Linked DNA regions of Pan troglodytes: region 1 is linked to region 2. The links are chromatin contacts, called in public HiChIP or PLAC-seq maps. All regions are on one chromosome and are shown on one strand. Each heading gives the region's core, a stretch centred on a gene start, on an enhancer-like site or on the middle of the called end of the contact. The rest is flanking DNA. Distances are from core to core; before and after follow the strand shown. Region 1 holds the start of RIPPLY2 (ripply transcriptional repressor 2). Region 2 holds the start of SNAP91 (synaptosome associated protein 91).

The links. HiChIP or PLAC-seq counts read pairs in DNA pulled down with a chosen protein or histone mark.
Region 1: an H3K4me3 HiChIP or PLAC-seq map of stem cell-derived excitatory neurons shows a contact between it and region 2, with 5 times the contacts expected there. The contact joins the promoter of RIPPLY2 here to the promoter of SNAP91 in region 2. A contact is called at or near these places in 1 of 7 Hi-C or Micro-C datasets (induced pluripotent stem cells) and 1 of 1 datasets of contacts at active chromatin or transcription factors (stem cell-derived excitatory neurons).

The regions. Positions count from the first base shown.
Region 1 is chr5:95,878,713-95,883,016 of NHGRI_mPanTro3-v2.0_pri, forward strand. RIPPLY2 (ripply transcriptional repressor 2) reads left to right here and starts at 3,044. Exons shown (of 4, transcript XM_003311367.7): 1 at 3,044-3,326; 2 at 3,510-3,588; 3 at 3,908-3,972. The coding sequence starts at 3,232. It also overlaps a transcript of CYB5R4 not described here.
Region 2 is chr5:95,729,798-95,734,168 of NHGRI_mPanTro3-v2.0_pri, forward strand. It overlaps SNAP91 (synaptosome associated protein 91), which reads right to left and starts at 2,625. Exons shown (of 27, transcript XM_054686123.2): 1 at 2,510-2,625; 2 at 982-1,141. The coding sequence starts at 1,111. It overlaps LOC107975008 (translation initiation factor IF-2), which reads left to right and starts at 2,101. Exons shown (of 4, transcript XM_063813272.1): 1 at 2,101-2,333; 2 at 2,435-2,903. The coding sequence starts at 2,101.

The sequences.
Region 1 (4,304 bases), core at 1,794-4,293, 150 kb after region 2:
TCCTTGCTTTTTGAAATTGGTGTGTCATGTGACTTGTTTTAGCCAGTGAAATGTGTGTCCCTTCTAGGCAGAAGCCTCTGAAACCTGGTATGCAAATAATTTTATTCTTTTCTCCTTGTACATTCCAGCGGGAAGAGGCTCCATCAGCTTACATCCTTAAGTGAAGATGATGTAGAGCCGACCTCACACCAACCAAAAATGGATATAGGGCATGAGTGAAAAATAAGCCCTTGCTATTTCAAGCCTGTGAGATTTTTGAGTTATTTGTTACCACCAAATAGCCCAGCCCATCCTGACTGATTTAAGATTCAAAACCGAACTCATTATTTTTTTCCTGCACATCATTAACAGAATAAAACAACATAAGAGGATCTCACCTGCTCTTTATCCTATGCTCCCTGTTTTCTATGTCTGTGTTTGAGCCATCACCATTTACTCACTTAATCAGGCTAGAAACCTGGGAATATATCCAGACTCCACTTTCAAGTCCTCCTACATTTTATGACTCAAGTAGTTCTTCAGGTTCTATTTCCTAAGTATCCTTCAAATCTATCCCTTCATCTCCATTCTTAGCGCACATCTTACTATCTCTTGCCTAGACTATTATAGTGGCCTTTTAAATGGACTCCCTGTCTCTAGCCTTTCCTAAATCCATTTTCCATATGGCTGCCTGAGTGATTTTTATAAAATGCCATTCCACTTTCCTGCTTAAAATCTTTCATCAGTGCTTACAGAATAAAGTGAAAATGACTTAGCATAGCATTTTAGGCTCTTGATAGTCCAAACCCCTTCTATCTCTACAGCATCTCTGCTCCAGAGATATCCAGTCCCTTTTCCTCTCACTCCTGAACAACCCAGACAATACCATTCTTTGATTAATCCTTCCAAAAATATCAACTTAGATTTGATTTACTCTAAGAAGGCTTTCCTGGTTATCCCAGACTTCTTAAGTTCCTCCCACCTATCTGCTTAAAATGCGCTTTTACTATTGAATGTGTCACTTTAATTTTTTTTTTTTGCCTTTGTGTTTATTGTAGTGGTCAGAGTTTGGAATAATTGTAATCTTCTCAAGGATAGGAGGAATACCTTACTGTCCTTATCTGGAAAGCACAGTAGTTAGCACATTACAGCCACCTCAAAAAGATTTTTTTTTATTTTTTATTTTCATTTTAAGTTCTGTGGTACATGTGCAGGATGTGCAGGTTTGTTACATAGGTAAACATGTGCCATGGTGGTTTGCTGCACCTATCAACCCATCACCTAGGTATTAAGCCTAGCGTGCATTAGCTATTTTTCCTAATCCTCTCTCTCCTCCCACCCCACCCACTGACAGGCCCAGTGTCTGTTTTTCCCCTCCCTGTGTCCAGATGTTCTCATTATTCAGCTCCCACTTACAAGTGAGAACATGCAGTGTTTGGTTCTATGTTCCTGAGTTAGTTTGCTGAGGATAACGGCTTCCAGCTCCATCCACGTCCTTGGAAAGGACATGATCTTGTTCCTTTTTATGGCTGCATAGTATTTCGTGTTGTGTATGTACCACATTTTCTTTATCCAGTCTATTACTGATGGGCGTTTGAGTTGAATCCATATCTTTGCTATCGCAAATAGTGCTGCAATGAACATACGCATACAAACATTATGCATGCCATCTTTGTAAAATAACGATTGATATTCCTTTGCATATATACCTAGTAATGGGATTGCTAGGTCAAATGGTACTTCTGGTTCTAGGTCTTTGAGGAATCACCACACCATCTTCCACAATGATTTAACCAGTTTACATTATGGAACTGAAATAATAAGCCATTTTATCAGAAAGGTTAACATCTGTTAAGGCCTTATATTTTTTTTACGTAGCTTAAAATCTGTTGAAGGCTTACTATATGTCAGGCACTGCAAAACGCATTTTATAAGCTTTATTTTATTTAGCCTAACAATAACTGTAGGGGATGCAGACATGTATTAGATATCTATCCTTACTGATTTTCTTATCAGAAGCAACCCAAATCTCACCTTCCTGGCAGGTAGATCATTATAGGCTCTTAGCTACTATTAATAATTAAATTATTTTCCTATGCAGTAGCTGAATGAATAGCAGAAACAACTATAGTTTACAATCAAGATTTTTGTCTAAACTTTTAAGAGAAAGTCCAGTTTTATTATTTAAAACATTTTGAAAAAAACTTATAACATTTATATATTATCTTTCCCTCGATGCATAACACTTTTTACAAAGTTTAGTGGTAGATAAGTGAGGGGTAACTCAAATCAGAGAAACAGGGGTGCAGACGTTTGATTAACTTGTCGCATGTCATAACTTTTCAAGATTTCATTATCATTCCACAACAATGCCCTCAGAAAAGAGTTTTCTAATTACCATTGAGTGACAAAATACCAAGTAGTGACAGAGGTGTATAGACGAACTCAAAAGTTATTGTAGGAGGATACTGATAAAATATTGGGGAAAATCACAAAAGACACGAGAAGATAATTTAGAGCTCTATGCCCAAATCACATGACTCCACTCTCTGGCTCTCTTAGCCAGAACAGCGAATCTTTTACAATTTACCTCTTGTTGCCAATAATTTTCTATTATCTTCAAATAATAATAGGCTGGAGTATGAACCTAGTTTATCAATACTTTTTTTAAAAAACCGACATTCCTCTCTTAAGGAGTCCATCCATTCACCCCATTTTTAAAAAAAATTGTTCCATGAAGAGGAATTAAGTTTATTCCTTTGAATTCTAGTCTGCATCCCAGCTTTTAGAACACGGGATGCAGAACCCGTTGATTTGCCACAGGCCAAGTCCTGAGTCTCCAGCGAATCAAGCAATTAACCAGTCACTTGGCCTTTTTGCAGAAATCCACAAAACGTGTAGACTCGCTTAATTCCATCTCCTCCTGGCCTCTTCACACGGAAATTGGCTGCTCGGGCGAATGTTGTTTTTCTCCGCAGCCATGTGTCGAAGGGCGATTAACATTCGCTCGACAAAACCCTGTCCCGGGCCATTTGGGAGTTGCACGCGTTCACACCCGGGGCTCAGCCCGGTGCGCCTTCACGCGCAGCCTTTTTGTTTATGCGGCTAGCAGGGAGAGGGGCGGAGAGGCAGCGAACCTCTCAATGTGCAGCAGGCCGCGAGGGCTATATAAAGCTCGGGTCTCGGACCTACTGGAACTGGCCAAGATTGCCCGCGAGCTGGTAGCGGCCTTCCGCCCAGCTCTGCGGCGTCATGGAGAACGCAGGAGGCGCAGAGAGTACAGAGAGTGGAGCTGCGGCGTGCACGGCCACCGACGGCCCTACGCGGCGCGCGGGCGCGGACTCCGGGTAGGCTTCTCCGCGCTGCTCTGCGCCTCCCAGCTTCCCCCGTCTCTCCCGCCTGCGCCTCCCCAGCTCCTCCCCTCCAACTCTCCATCCCCCACTGCCCGGTGCCAGCGCTCGGCTTCGGTGGATTCTCCCGGGTCTGGGCTCACGTCTCCTCTGCGCGCCTTGTGTTCCCCCATCCCGCAGATACGCAGGCTTCTGGAGACCCTGGGTGGACGCCGGAGGCAAGAAAGAAGAGGAGACGCCGAACCACGCCGCGGAGGCGGTGAGTGAGCCACGCGTCTCAGGCCGCGCCTCCCATGGGTGCAGAAGATCGACCAGGGCTCTCGGGACGCAGGGCCTGAGAGAGACATGCGAGACACCGGTCCTGCCTCTCGCTTAACATCCCGCCTGCCGGTGGCCATAAAGGTGCCGACGCGGCGGATGTGTCCTCTGGAGCGATGGGCCACAGGCACCCAGCCGGGAGCGAGGCTGCTGAGAGCCCTGGGGTTACATTCCCAGCGGGCACGAGGAACACTGGGTCGTGCACGTTTCCACTTTCTAGAAGGTGGGTGATAACTGGATTCACTTCCTTTCCTCTCCAGATGCCCGATGGCCCTGGAATGACCGCAGCCTCAGGAAAGCTTTACCAATTCAGGCACCCAGTCAGGTGAGTGACAGGCCTCGCCGAAGGTCTCCCGCTCCTCCAGCCCCAGGGAGGAGCCAGGGGCATCGCGCAGCCCAGCTCCGCAGCTGGTCCTGCAGTCTCTCTCTCTCTCTCTCTGAAAATCTGGCTTCAAGGTTACTTATCTTCTCACTCATCAAATTGAAAAAGGTAGGGGCTCACGGTCCCACGTAAAGGGACTATTGAATACATACTCAGTGAACTTGATGAATATATTACGAAGAGGGAAAGGGGATTATATGGTAAGAGAGCGGTGACATCTTGTGCTGGCAAAACAGTTTTTATTTTTAAATCCTAAAGGGTTCGAATGAAATTGA
Region 2 (4,371 bases), core at 1,375-3,874:
AGATCCTAAGCAGGTCAAGAGAACTAAATAGCAACTGCTGAACATACACTCATATAGCCTGACTTATGAAAAGCCTCACCACCCAAAGCAGGTGAAAGCCTTTTTCTTTTCTAAGTGCCTCTGTTTATCCTTCGGTGACAAAAGATTTACTGTTAATTAAGGTATTTCAGAAATATATAGATTCCAGAGTAGAATAAAGCCTTTTCCATCAAATAACCAGTTACAAAAACAATATTAAGAATTACATGGTTTCATCTAAAATTGCACCATCTCAGATGCTGGGGAAGTACATCCATTTTGTGACCATAGCATAGTCATCTCACCCAGCATTTTCTGAGAATGGGACAAAGTGTGCCAGGATGTGTAAAATGAAATTGCCATAGCTATGAAGTCCAATTTCCTCATTCAGTACCTTGAATTTATTTCAGTTTGGTATGGTAACATATCACACACACACACACACACACACACCCATACTCACAAAAACAATCCTCAGGAGCAACACTTAAAAAGATTATACTACCTTAGAACTATCTGAAATGTATTTAGGAAAGAACTAGGGTGACAAGTTTGACCTTCCATAAATTCATCTTTTTTTTTTTTTTGACTGTGCAACCTCTAATTTCCTCTAATTTGGAGAAGGGAGGGTGGGTGGAGAAAGAAAAAAAGGTGAAAAACATCTAATTCAGAGTGTACAATCTCTCTCTTGTGTGTGTGTGTATATATGTGTGTGTGTGTGTGTGTATTTTTCCCCCTCCACCAAGACCTTGGAGGTCAATAAGAGGAAAAAATGGCTCACAAGACAAGGTTTCATGGCTAACCCAAGGGAACACCTTCACAGCTGAAGAATTTCAGCTCAGGGGCAACCTGGCTGGGAGTATAAGAGGCCGCAGCATTATTGACCAAGAGCGCAGGCCGCACCACCAGCATCCCAGGCGCCTCTGCCGTGCGCATGTCCCTCTTATATAAAGAGATGCTTACAGTCCAGGTGCTTTTTCTTGGGGCCCATCACTTCATGAGTAGTGGCTTTGCAGACCGCTCTTGCTACAGCAGAGCCTGTCACGCTGTACTGAGCGGCGGCGATCCGATCCGTGAGCGTTTGGCCCGACATCTTCTCTGGTCGCGTCTACCGCCTCCTCTTCTGCAGGAAACAAGGGGAGACGGTCCGGCTTTAATCCGCAGACCCTACCCTCCAAGAACCCAGGCCTTGCCTCCTCCAGCCGCGCGGCGGCTCTCTCCTCCTCCATCCCCACCCTGGCACCACCTCTCGGAGCCAGCAACGCGCCAAGCCCCGCTCCTGCGATGCGGTCCAGGGAGTCTTGGCCGTGAGTTGGGCCGTCACGGAACCCCAGCGTGGGCTCCAGTCGCAGCATCGTGACACCGTCCCCATTCTCCGCCGGCCCCCACATAGGGCCAGACTCACCCCCTGGGGACCCCCCTGTCAATCAGCACTTTCTCCGCAACCTGACCCGCGGGTGCTGGACTAGCCACAACGTGCGTCGGGGTTATTCCCTGGGCGCCGCAGCCACCGGTGCCCATCTCCCACCTCAGCAGACTTTCCTCCTAGCAGCCCGCAGGCTTCGGGGAATGCATCGGATACCCAAGCCCTGGCTGCCTCCCTCCTCCTCCTCGCGCTGCTGCAGCAAAGGGCTCGTCCTCCCTCAGTCGCGAAGGAGATTATCTTAGCGTTGCGCCATGTTATGCCCTCGCCTCCCCTTCCTTCCTCGCCGCCGGCTCCAAAGCCTCGCCGAGGCCCATCGCCCGGGCCCCTTCCCCCCGGTTCCAAATCCCTGCCGCAGGGGCCGCCCGGGAGCTCTGCGGAGGCGCCGGAGTCTTGGGGCGCCTCACCCTTCCTGGCTTTGGAGCGGAGCCGGGCTGACAGCGAAGCCCAGTCCCCCGCCCGCCCTGGAGCGCTCCGCGGAGCTGTCACTCGGCCTCTGCCCTTCTCCGCACCCTGGGATTATCCTCTGCGGATCCCCGCGCGACCCTGGCGCGGGGAGGGGGCCGAGTACGGCCGCGGGTACTCACCCCGCCCCTGAGCGGCGCCGCCCGCCGCAGGATGAGCGGAGCCCGAGCCGCTGAGGGAAGCCGCGCCGGTGGATGTGTGCGACCGCGCGCAGCCCCGGTGCCCCCGGGCGCAAAGTCTCCAGCCCTGGCCGGGGCCCGCTCCTCAGCTCCGCGGTCCCGGCGCCCACCGCCCCTGGCCCCTGGCCCCAGAAGCCAGTACCCGCCCGCCGCCGCCTCTTCTGCCAGCGCCGCCGCGTCTCTCTAGCGCTCCGAGCTGCGTCCCCATCCCCGCCCCCACCTCAGCTGTGGCTCCTCCGACGAGTCAGGTGACGGCGGCGGACAAACCCGGACGAGCCCTAGGCGGAGCGCCTCGCGGCCCCCTCCCGGCTACTCACACACACCGCCCCCCGGGGCCGGGAGCTTAAAGGCGAGGGGGCGCCTCGCGCAAGCATCCCCGGCAAGCGGGCGGGGAGAAGAAGGAGGCGGGGAGGCCGACACCCACCCAGCCAGCGGCTCTCCGCTGGGCGCCGGGCCGCCCCTCCGCTGCTGGCGCCGCACCCGGCACGCACTGGGCTCGCGCACCACGCACACCTGCCCGCCGACTGCGGGGGGAGCCCTGGGCGGTGGGGGCGTTGGCCAAGACGGGCGAGTGGGCTTCTCGGGTTCTACTCTGTGAAGGCCAAGGCAAGGGCGTCGTCGCGCGCTGCCTGGCGGAGCCCAGCCCCTTCCCCACACTGTCGCTGACACGCCCGCCTGTCAAAGGCTCCGAGGCCCAGATGAGCAGGGCGATTTTAAATGTCAGATCCTGCCGGCCATCCGCGACCGTCACCTGTGCGTCTTCAGCTCCTCAGGCTCCTCCGCTTGTCTCAGTTACAACTGGGAGCCCGGGTGGGCAGGTAATTCTAGCCACTTTAGTCTTAAACGGATACTGAGGTCTGCTGAAGGGAGAATAATTAACACAGCCATTAATCGAGTCCCAGATTACCTTCGACAGTAATCATTTGCGTGCATAAAGAAAACCCTTTGTACCCTTAAGAAGTAATTTCTGCCAATTAAATATAGTGTTGGAACGTCCGTCAATTGTATGTCAAGTGTATATTCGAATAGTAAGCAGGAATTTCTAAACAGGGATGTGGAGTTGGTTAATAGCTTCACGTGTTGACATTTTCAAAGGTTGTTATTTATGTTCACCTTTTTTTTTAATTCTCACAGTAGCATTAAGATCAAAACTATATTTGTGAGCTTTCCTGACATTTTTTCTCCTTGCTTCGGGTGGCTTCTGCTCGGCCTTGAAGCCATATATCGATACCTATCGATCTCAACGTTTTGTTATATATTCCTCTCTTTCACCTGGTACAGTGTTCAGTATGCAGTCATGATTTCCTAACTACTGAGACTGATTCTAGGACTAATTGGAAGCTTAATGACTAAAGAGAGACAGCTTAAGAGCACTATTGTCTCAAGTACTAGTCTTACCATATTTACAAGGGAAATAAAAACGCAATTCTATTAAAAAAAAACTTGTACTCCAGTTTTATAGCAGCTTAATATAATGGCCCCAAACTGGAGGAAAGCCAAATGTTATTCTACTAGTAAATGAATAAACAAAATATGGTATATCCACATAATGGAATACTACTTAGCAATAACAAGAAACAAACTAATACCATTCATGAATCTCAAATTCATTAGACGAAGGGAAAGAAGCTCTATCAAAAATTCTACTTATTATTTTGATTTCATTTATGTAACATTCTGGAAAAGTCAAAACTATAGAAACAGAAAACACATCAGGTGCCGAGTCAGGTGACGGTGGCATTGGGGGAGGGGACTGCAAAGGGGCAGAAGGAAACTTTTTGGAGAGATGGAAATGTTTTATATCGTGACGGTGATGATGATTATACAGCTGCATGTATCTCTCAAAACTCATCATTTTGTACACTTAAAATTGGTGAATTTTGTTGTTTGTTAATTATACCTCAATATAATCTGATAGAGTTGGGAGTGGCAATATTAATATCAAAGTAGGTTTTACAATAAGGAATATTAATAGCAATAAACAGGCACATTTCCTAATGAAAAATTCGTTAAGAGCATGGAACAATTCTACGTGTTTGTATATCTAAGAACAGAGCTTCAAAATAGGACGAAGCAAAACCTAATAGCATTAAAAGGAGAAACAGGCAAATCCACAATTATACTTGAGGATTTCAGCACTTTTCTCTATGTAATAAATAGGACAAGTAGACAGGAAACCTGTAAGGGTGTAGATGACTTGAAATAGCCCTGTAGGCCGGACGCGGTTGGCTCATGCTTGTAATCCCCAGCACTTTGGGAGGCCGAGCCGGGCAGATCATGAGGTTA